3 separate regions of the Hordeum vulgare genome follow, and all the other regions are linked to region 1. A link is a contact called in public Hi-C data. All regions are on one chromosome and are shown on one strand. The core of a region is the stretch at or near the end of the contact, and the rest is flanking DNA. Distances in the headings are between cores, read along the strand shown.

Region 1 (3,736 bases), core at 361-2,860:
TGATGTATTCATTAAAATCATGCTTCATGTAATTTCTGTTACTTTCGTGTTCTTTGTACTCTCATGATGTTTGATGAATAAACTAAAGGTTTTTTCCATAAAAAGAAGAATTAAACTTAACTCCAACAATTATGGTGGAATTACTAATTATTATTTTATTTTAACATAGTACAAACACAAACGCAGAAACTTGTACATACGTACATACACCAATCCCATGAACGTAGGCAGATCACATTCAAGATACCGTGTTTGTTCTGCATCATTTATTTCTTTCATGTCTTTCATTGGTTTTCTTTGTTTTCTCTTGGGGTTCACTGGTTTTCTATATACATTTTGGTATATTATATATATAGATACATCCTTTCCCTATGATCACATTCGATATACCGTGTTTGTTCTGCATCATTTGTTTCTTTCATGTCTTTTAATGGTTTTCTTTGTTTTCTCTCGGGGTTCACTGGTTTTCTATATACATTTTGGTATATATTTTATACCAAAATATTTTTTGAAGTTTGATATAAATTTTCATATACCAAATTAATATTTTAAATACATGGTCAATATCTATATATACACATTTAAAATTGTTTTCATATGCTTAATGAATTTTTTAAATACAGTTTTAACATTTTTAATACATGGTCAATATTTTTGTATACACATAAAAAAATACAAGGCCAAAATTTTAAATACATTATCAACTTTTTTCTGTATACTTTTAAAATTTTAGAAAATACTATATTATCACTTTTTAAGTACAAGATTAACTTTTTTTAATACATAATCACCATTTTTTATACACATTTAATATTTTTCATATGCTTTATCAACATTTGTTAAAGGCAATATTTAACATTTCTTTGAATGCATAGTGAATATTTTTCTATACACATTTAAAATTTTCAAATGCTTGTTTAATACATTTTAAGAATTCTTGATTGACATTTTTAAATACATGATCTACTTTTCCACGCACATTATATATTTTTGTATACGTAGTCATCATTTTTATATACACATTTAATTAAATGCGTGATTAACATTTTGCATAACATTATGTAAAGTGCATTCTTTGTAGTATATATGTGTACAATTTTTGGAAGTGTGAACAAAAGTAAATAAAAATGAAAATGGAGAAACCAAAAAATGAGGTTGTGGCCTTCATTGCAGTTGGGCCGGCCTCTCGCGTTGCCCTTATGCGAGGGTTCCTTATGTCTCACTATAAGCAAGACATAGGGGTGTGCGGACACTAATGTTAAATTTAGGATTTAAACTTTGCTCGACTGATGATACTACTATAAGCGAGACATAGGTGTGCGGACACCAACTATTATCTCAGAAAGTATATTCTTATGTAAAATAAATGTTTTTTCGTGTGCAAACTATAATAAATATATATTGATGATTTATGAAATAATAATTTTAGATAATGATGAAAGAAAAAAAAAGATCACAGTGAATAATAATAATAAAATAAAACACCGGTACCGCATGGGCTGGCCCAATTAGGTAGAGGTGGATGGGAACGCGGAAGTTGGCTATTCCCCGGAACTGGCGGAGAATAGGATTTTCGTTCCGCTGCTCGCTATTTCGTCCCCATTCCTTCTCCCCTCCTCGTTTTCTCTCTCTAGGGTTTTTGCGGCACCGAATCCCAGCTCCGGCGAGTGGCGGCGGGCGACTGCGAGAAGGGAAAAATGGGAGAGGTGATGGCGGTGATGGAGGTGCTGCAGTCGGTAAGCGATCTCCCCGTGCAGGACCCTCCCGGGGAGGAGTTCTCGGCCGCCGACCTCCGGTGGGTCAAGTACGCGAGCTCCGAGCACCACTGCGACGACGTCGCGCTCATCCCCTACGACCGGATGGAGGCCTTCATCAGCGGCGAGTGCAACAACCCCGAGTACCCCACCAGGTTCCACATCGAGCGCGGCCGCAAGCGCGAAAGGGGCTCCCTCAAGGAGTTCAGGAGCGACGAGTACCTCCTCTACAGAATGTACGCGCCTCCCTGCCGCCGCCTCCCCTGCTCGCCCCTGCTCTGCCCACCATGCAAATTATTCGGTCATTGCAAGTTCTTCTTTTTTTTCACAGCAAGGCTATTACATGGTTCTTAATAATTAGGGTGTCCTGTTCCAAATTGATTCAGGTATTGGTGTTCGTTTGGCCCTGAAAATTACGGGGAGGGAGGGACGATCTTGCCCAGCAGAAGGTACAGGCTTAACACAAGAAACCGTGCGGCTCGGCCGCAGTCGATGCGAGGCTGCACCTGCCATTTCGCAATCAAGCGGTTATATGCCCGCCCTTCGCTGGCTCTCATTATCTACCATGAGAGGCGCCATGTCAACAAGTCTGGTTTTGTATGCCATGGACCCCTGGACCGGGACGCCATTGGGCCTGGTGCCAGGAGGGTGCCGTATGTTGGGAGCGAGATTCAGCAGCAGACCATGTCGTTGATCTATCTTGGCGTCCCCGAGGAGAACATCCTGCAGACACATATAGAAGGGATACAACGCTACTGTGGCTCCGATGCAAAGGTCGATAGCCTCGCTTCGCAGTATGTCCACAAGCTTGGGATGATCATCAAGAGGTCCACGCATGAGCTGGATTTAGATGACCAAGCTAGCATCAGGATGTGGGTCGATAGGAACAAGAAGTCTGTGTTTTTCCACCAGGACTCGACCGAGACAGATGCCTTTGTACTAGGGATCCAGACAGAGTGGCAACTGCAGCAGATGATCCGCTTTGGTCACCAGAATATTTTGGCATCTCATTCCTCATTTGGTGTAAGCAAGCTGAAGGTATCTGACTACAACAAAAGCTGATAGTTGTGTAGTTATACTTATAAGCAACATATTATAGTATATGATGTCTAGTTATGTCTGCAGGGGCAGGTTTCATCATTTGTTTGACATTCTACTCTTTGCTGCAGTACCCCTTGCACACAATTCTTGTATTCGATTCAAGACAACAGGCTCTACCTGTTGCATGGGTTATAACCCGATCTGTTACCAAGCATGACACTTCGAGATGGATGAAAGCACTTACTAGTAGAATACATTCTGTTGATTCCAACTGGAGGATTGGTGGATTTATTATTGACGATCCAACCTCAGAGCTGGACCCAATCAGGTATAAGCGTATAGCATAGATGTTGACATATGATCTTAAACTGTGATATTATCCTGTGTAGATGGTATAGCATAGATTTTGACATATGATCTAACTATGAAATTATCCTGTGTAGATGGTATGTAATTCATTCCCATTGACGAAATGTGTCATTGTTTTTCAGGAATGTATTTTCCTGCCCGATTTTGTTTTCTTTATGGCACATAAGGAGAACTTGGCTTAAAAATATAATCAAGAAATGCAGCAACACTGAGGTGCAACGAGAAGTATTTACACAACTAGGAAAATTCATGTACAGTATCTGGAGTGATGCAAATCCCATGGATGCCCTTGGGCAATTGTTTCAAGACTTTGTTGACCAAACCACCTTCATACAGTATTTCAAGTCATTTTGGGTTCCCAAATTGGGTAAGAATCTCAGGTAGTAGATTCAGAATGTACATTGAATTGCAAATCCTTGTCCAGATGCTAACAATGTTTCTTGTGTGCCATTGCCCCATCTAGAGATGTGGATTGATACCATCAGAAATTTGCCGCTAGCAAGTCAGGAATCCTGTGCTGCTATTGAGGGTTACCATCTAAAGCTCAAGCTTAAAGCATATGATGATTCACA
Region 2 (3,356 bases), core at 645-3,144, 290 kb after region 1:
CCCGAGATTCGATCGTCAGTATCCGCATACCTATTTCAATCTCGTTTACCGACAAGTCTCTTTACTCGTTCCGTAATACAAGATCCCGCAACTTACACTAAGTCACATTGCTTGCAAGGCTTGTGTGTGATGTTGTATTACCGAGTGGGCCCCGAGATACCTCTCCGTCACACGGAGTGACAAATCCCAGTCTCAATCCATACTAACTCAACGAACACCTTCGGAGATACCTGTAGAGCATCTTTATAGTCACCCAGTTACGTTGTGACGTTTTATACACACAAAGCATTCCTCTGGTGTCAGTGAGTTATATGATCTCATGGTCATAGGAACAAATACTTGACACGCAGAAAACAGTAGCAACGAAATGACACGATCAACATGCTACGTATATTAGTTTGGGTCTAGTCCATCACGTGATTCTTCTAATGACGTGATCTAGTTAGCAAGCAACAACACCTTGTATATAATCAGAAGACCCTGACTATCTTTGATCAACTGGCTAGCCAACTAGAGGCTTGCTAGGGATAGTGTTTTGTCTATGTATCCACACATGTATATAAGTCTTCATTCAATACAATTATAGCATGGATAATAAACGATTATCTTGATACAGGAATTATAATAATAACTATATTTATTATTGCCTCTAGGGCATAATTCCAACAGCTACCTGGTGCAGATTGTGAGCTTTCTCGAGTGGGCATATAGGCTGCTCTGAGTGGACTCTCCCGTGTTTTGACTATGTTGTAGACTACTTCGACGACGTGTCGTCGTGGTGCAGTTGATTCTCTTGGCAGAGTGGAAGCAGATCTCTTTGGTGGTTTCCTCCCTCACGTTAGGCCCTACTCATAACCGTTGCTTGCTGTGTGGGCTGCCTCTAGGTGTGAGGACATCGCCGATGTTTTGGCTCCCGTGTTGGAGATCATGCCCGAGCTACAAATGATGGGTTGAGAGCACACTTCTCCTCTATCGATGGTACACGTGGACTCACTTCTGACCTCGAATGTATTTTGTCGCCACCCACAACATCACCGTAGAAGACAGGTCAGGCGCTCGTTGACGTGGAGCATGGAGGTTTGGTCACTGTTGTTTTCCACTCGTGTGGGCCCTTCAACCAGGTGGTTCTTGTGGGTAACGAGCTTGTCCCATCTGGTGCGTTGGCACATGTTTTTGACGCTATCTTAGCTAGAAAGTTTCGAGAATTGATCGCGAGATTGAAGGTTGCTAATCCTGAATCTGGCAAGATGGTTGGTTGCCCATTGAAGGAGAAGGCAATCACGGATAAGAGCACCAGAATGTGCGCTAGAAATCGTTCCCGCACACCAAAGGATAAATCTTTTCGGAGCAAAAGAAAGAAGAGTGACAACATAGAGAAGACGCCTCCGACTGGTTGATGGACCATTCTCATCTTTTTAGGTTGTCGCGTCGGATATCTTTATGAACCGGCCTCTTTTGCGATGTTGTGTTTCATGGGCTGGAAGAGGGGTTGTGCTTGTAGTGGGTTGATGGCGTTTGTTTGTTTAGTGGGGTGGTTGTGAAGATTCAATACTTTGGGTGTAGTTAGTAGGTGGTCATGTCATAATGACTTTTATCCGGTTTTCGTCAATTAACTAGTCAATTCCCTCGTGCTTAATTAATTGGGAGGCAAATTTTATACTTTAATTAAAAAAATCATCCGCAAAGGAATTTTCACTGTACCTCTTTTTACTAGTAATAGTACTAGTAGGTGAGAGTAATAGTGCAAGACTGGAGTTTTTGTGTGCAGTAGTAGCCTATCTAAACGGTTGATTCCGTGGGTAATTCAGTCTTTCCCCTTCAACACTAAACGGTCCCGCCAGCTCCGCCCTCCGCTGTGGCTCGTGGACGAATCTGGTGTGGAAGGCATGCCTGATTTTTCGCGATTGATAGCGCTCGGTTGCCGATGGGATGCGGGAACCATCCCACTCCAGTTTGCTCAAACTGAAAAAAGAGAGGCAGTGTGATTTGCGTATCCATCTTTCCCGTTTTAGGAAACAGATCACACGCCAGAAACAAAACGTATTTCCAAGCCTCAACAACCAACTACCTAAGCTAGCGGCCGGGGAAAACAAAAGGATCGACTCCGCTCCAACGATTCTCCTCCAGCCATGGCTCCTTTCCTCCTCCTACTCCTCCTCTTCCACCTCGCCGTCGTCTCCCCGGCGGCAGCGCGCGCCGACGACCTCCTCGCGGCGGCCCGCGCGCCGGAGACCGCCGCGTGGCTGCGCGGCGTGCGGCGGCGCATCCACCAGCGCCCGGAGCTGGCCTTCCAGGAGCACCGCACCAGCGAGCTCGTCCGCCGCGAGCTCGACGCCATCGGCGTCCCATACGCGTGGCCCGTCGCGCGGACGGGCGTCGTGGCCACCATCGGCTCCGGCGCCGGCCCGGTCGTCGCGCTCCGGGCCGACATGGACGCCCTTCCCGTGCAGGTACGCTACGTACTTGCTTGCTCCTTCGCACACTTTTCACGTGCATCCGCTAGGCCTACTGGTACTGTATAGTGTGAAGACTCCGATATTACGCGGCCGAGTAGTACACGTTGCTCAACTTTGGGCAGTTTTTTTCTTTATTTTCCAATGGAATTTAAGATGTCGTGTTCTACTTGTATGCATCCACAAAAGAAGTTGATGTAGTTAGGCATCTGGCGGAATATGTGGCGACATGGATTGGAGTACAGCAGATGTAAGATTATATTAGCCGTACGTCCAGCTCAGTTCACTTCTTGAGGTTGTTGTGAAGATAAGGTCGATCGAGATCCTCACACGATCGGCACGAGATGTTAGTTGCACTTTTGGATATGCTACTAGTTTATTATTACGTGGTCTTACCGTCTGAATGAATTATTGTTGGACCTATGAAAAACAACTTCAACATATGTGGAGGTTAAAATATGATAATCATATGGAAGATGCGAGTGGCGTATGGGGAGGGGATATGCTTGACCGGATAATTAAGGCCGAGAGAAAAAGAGAGAGAAAACTACAGAACCATGCTCGACACCTGAACGCCGTCGGATCTGACATATATAGTTGAATTATTCTAACCATAGACGTGTACTGCCTATGAATGGTGCACGAACTGAAGTCCAGTGGCCACCTGACTTGTGATGTGCCCCACATCTCATCAACCCAAAGTCAGCTTCCATTATTCTATTCACACTGTATTTAAACAATTATAGTTGGAAAAACTAGTTCTTTCAATTACAATTATTTAGATACAGAAAAAATATTATTTATTATTTTATTGTTCAAATGATCCAGTAGTTAAGGAGAGCTTTTTTTTTGCGGAAAGTTAAGGAGAGCTCTAATTCTTCTCTGCAACCATTGTTAACCTGA
Region 3 (3,728 bases), core at 206-2,705, 500 kb before region 1:
TTGTCGAGACATGTCCCAAAGGTGATTTATTATTGCTCCATTATATATTAATTGTTATTTTTTCATAATTATATCATCGAAATAATTTATCATTGCTCGGATTGTGTTGGAACAGTGATGTCTTATTTACTCGCATTATCAGTGAAGTGTTGTTATTGTAATGCCATCAAAAAATACATTTGGCATCATACCTCATATACAAACTATCAAACACAGTCTCAGTCCAACAAGTATGTTCGGGTGCAGTCTATCAAACAAAATCTCACCTCAACATGTTCCAGCACATACATTACTATCAAACAACAGCAATGCATTTATTCAGTATGTTTACGCTTAACATGTCTTAGGTGGAAATAACCATAGTAGTTAGGGAATGCAACCAAATGCACCCTACATGGAGGATAATGTGCACGAGCACAACTGGAGAGATCGATTTGCTACAACTATTAATGACCAAAACAAAACCAAAAATCACCTACAAAATTGAGTGACACTGCACATAAAAATAGCAAAGGTGTTAAAAAGTCATTTGCACCGCAGTCACGACATATTTCAATTAGAGGAATATTCGTGTGAGTTACTTTTCTTTTGAAAAACTTATGGTCTACTCATTTTTAATCATGGTAGCACATCGAATGCTAAAATTTGATGTTTTGACCCTTTTGTAAAATTTTAGGCGAATCTAACCCCTGTTTGAAAAGATTTGGGGATCTTATCCTTTTCTTACCGCCAGGATCGATGGCAGTAGGCCATACTAGCCTACCACCAAGGCACCTGGCGGTACGGGTGTACGTCCTACCGCAAAAAAAATATAAGTATGAGATACAGTGCATGTGCGCACCTATCGCCGGACACCTTGATGATAGGATTGCACATGCTATCGTCAGCCTTTGTGGTGGTAGAGAATGAAGCAAGTTAAAAGTCATGAAGCCGTCATCGCCCCTTCCTCTTCGGAGTCAAATAAAACTTATTGTGGTAAACAATTGGGAAGTTCATAAACAAAAAACAATAATACCTGCATTAGGCGCTCGATCCAAGTGCTTATGTGCACACTATACAAAATGTTTTACACATAGCCATCCATATACACAAGGCTTTACACAAAGCCAACACGTAAAAAAAAACATCTTTAATCCCAATGGTTTATTTGTTCTGACAAGACTTCTCAACTCCCACTCAACCCAGCTGGCAATAAGAGTCCTTTTAACCGAATCATGATTTTCAAATCATCAAAAACCATAATAATCATAGCAACCACAAATAAATATCCCCTAAAAAACAAATCAAAGCTCTAGCCCGTGTGCACGAGTGGTGTGCCCGAGCCAATTTGACCATCCGCCGGGGGACCCCACCTATAATTACTGCCCCCCGCAGTACCTCGTCACACGTTTCGCCCCTCCGCTCCGCTCGTCTCCTCTCCCTTCTCCTCGCTAAACCCCCTCCCCTCCCCACCCCAGAAATCAAGAAACCAGAGAGACCTCCACTCCCCCGCGCCACTCCGATCCCCTCCGCCCCCGCCACGAGCTGCCACAAAGCCCCCGCCCGATCCGCCGTCTCATTCCCCTCACCGCTTCCCCCGGGGATCGCAGTGGCATCCGCGGCTCCAGCAACCAAGTAAGCGGCAGCCGAATCCAATGCTCTCTCTCGCAAGATCGGTCCGGCTGCTCGCCTCCGTCGACGGCATGGATCGGTCTCCCGTCCTCCCCGATTTCTTTCCGAAAGTCCGGTCCTTTTGCGGTGATTCGTTCCTGGTTTGGTAATTGCGGGGATTTCGGTCCGGGTTGTTGCCGAGTTTTTTTCCCCCTCTCTTCGAGGATTTCTCCTCCTTTTTGGTGCCGATCTGGTCGTGCTCTTTCCGTAAATTCATAGGCACAAAATATGGAAACTCTTTTTATCCGATGATTGAAACATGGAAAAAATATATTTGTCCTGGGTGTTTCGTCCTTGCTGCTCCAGTCCTCCTTCTCTCGCCGGTTGATTTGCCTGCCATATAATCTCTCGTGTTTGTTCTTGTTATTTTTTTTCTTCCTTTGTTAATACTTTCCGTTCGTGGTGTTGGTGCGATGATCACAGAGTTGGAGTAGAGACCGCCAGCCAGCACGAGCGATCGCTCTTGATTTATGTCGCCTGCTCTGCTGCTCCATGGTTCTGAGCTCCCATCACCATCACCTCCTTCTGCTTTTTGCTCCCTTCTCCCACAAGCTCGGCAGAGGGGCGCCAGAACTCAGGATTATCGCTTCAAGATCTCCCGGTAAGCACGTCCGCTCAGTGCACTAGTTTCTGGTCTGGTCGCAACAACTGACGACAACAATGTCGAATCACTACTACCTGTTTCCCCTGGTCTAGTTTCTTGTATATTATTACTTGAAAGAGTCAGTATTATCACATCTTGTTATTCTTCAGAAGATGAACTCACAATAGAAAGTTCAGAGATCGTCTTATTTTAATCTTCCCTTAATATTAGTACTTTATTCCCACAAGAATAAACTGCAATAGTTTGTTCATCTAGTACTATATGTAGTACCCGTCCTGTTCTTGGTTTGCTCTGGATTAGCCATGATGAGTGTACCACCAAATGATGTGTTTTTTCTTGGTAACAAATTTGATCGATAGTTTTTTTTCTTCCAATTTAAACAGTTGTCTTGTCCTCGTTCTCATCCGGTCATCTTAATTATTGCTCCTTTAGCAAGTTTGTTCGTACGTGTGCTCCAATCTTGGACTGATTTCAAAGCTGACCTGCACAATAAATGGTGGCATTGCTTTATTTAGTCAAAAGATATGTACATGCATTCAAACATACGTTTCTCACAGCCGAGCCAGTTACAGCCATGTAAATTTGTACTGTAGTGATGAGCTGTGCTTTCTTGCTTGTGCCTCCAGATTTGGATTTGGGGTGAAGTACTCTGGATTTCTGCATTTAGACCAGTGCCCCGTGCACTTGAAGTAATAACGATACAAGAATCCCCCAAATCACGATAAGCTTGGTAAGTATTTACTCTACGCAAGGAAATGTATTTCAGAGGGGAGAAAACAGTGAATATGTCTGATCTCTCCTTTTTACCACTTGCCTAAGAAAGATTGGGCCTCATCGACAGTTTTTGGATGCTTGCAGGTTTGGTTTGGGTGGATTAAGTTTAGCACTCCTCCTTCATTCTCATTGACATTCCTCAAGTTCATAAACAATCAGCCAGAAAGCAGATTTCTTTTGTGAGTCTTCACACAAAGAGAATAACTCCGTCTTCTCTCCGGTTTGAATCAGAAGTTTGAGTCCATTCGGTTTCTGATTTTGGAGATTGTGTGCTCAGTCTCTAAACCAGGAGTTTGTCCTGGGATTTAATATTTCAGTCGGTATGTGCACATCTTATGTTCCATGTCCTTGAAATTTGCGTATGAGTGTATTTTCTTGCGAATGTTTGTATAAGTGTATTTGACACACTCACTTGTCTTCTCTGCAGATTGTAGTCAAGGTTAATAATTCAATAATCTCTGGATCTTACATAAGATTAAGGGGCTTGTTGCACAAAGAGATGATGTTGCCTTCTTCGCGGAAGGTCCGCATTTCCTGCTGTGATCCTGACGCCACCGATTCCTCTGATGAAGATGATCGGCATGCGAAGAAGGAAAAGAGAATGACGATGGAAGTACTAGTTCCAATGAAAAGCTCCCAAGTCCTCAAATCTCGAAAGACCCTCTTGCCATGCGGCACAATGAAATCAATGGGTACAGAG

The links. Hi-C and Micro-C count contacts between places; a contact is called where the count stands out from the background.
Region 2: a contact with region 1 is called in a Hi-C map of seedling, with 2.6 times the contacts expected there. The contact joins the promoter of LOC123398435 here to the promoter of LOC123397149 in region 1. A contact is called at or near these places in 2 of 6 Hi-C or Micro-C datasets (leaf and seedling).
Region 3: a Hi-C map of leaf shows a contact between it and region 1, with 4 times the contacts expected there. The contact joins the promoter of LOC123398175 here to the promoter of LOC123397149 in region 1. A contact is called at or near these places in 4 of 6 Hi-C or Micro-C datasets (leaf and seedling) and 1 of 1 datasets of contacts at active chromatin or transcription factors (embryo).

What each region holds. Positions count from the first base shown.
Region 1 is chr5H:385,234,737-385,238,472 of MorexV3_pseudomolecules_assembly, reverse strand. LOC123397149 reads left to right here and starts at 1,610. Exons shown (of 5, transcript XM_045091808.1): 1 at 1,610-1,990; 2 at 2,141-2,792; 3 at 2,924-3,123; 4 at 3,287-3,531; 5 at 3,628-3,736. The coding sequence starts at 1,698.
Region 2 is chr5H:384,941,587-384,944,942 of MorexV3_pseudomolecules_assembly, reverse strand. It overlaps LOC123398435 (IAA-amino acid hydrolase ILR1-like 9), which reads left to right and starts at 1,894. Exons shown (of 5, transcript XM_045092905.1): 1 at 1,894-2,450. The coding sequence starts at 2,130.
Region 3 is chr5H:385,731,014-385,734,741 of MorexV3_pseudomolecules_assembly, reverse strand. LOC123398175 (pathogenesis-related genes transcriptional activator PTI6-like) reads left to right here and starts at 1,455. Exons shown (of 5, transcript XM_045092671.1): 1 at 1,455-1,614; 2 at 2,074-2,251; 3 at 2,881-2,984; 4 at 3,113-3,348; 5 at 3,456-3,728. The coding sequence starts at 3,528.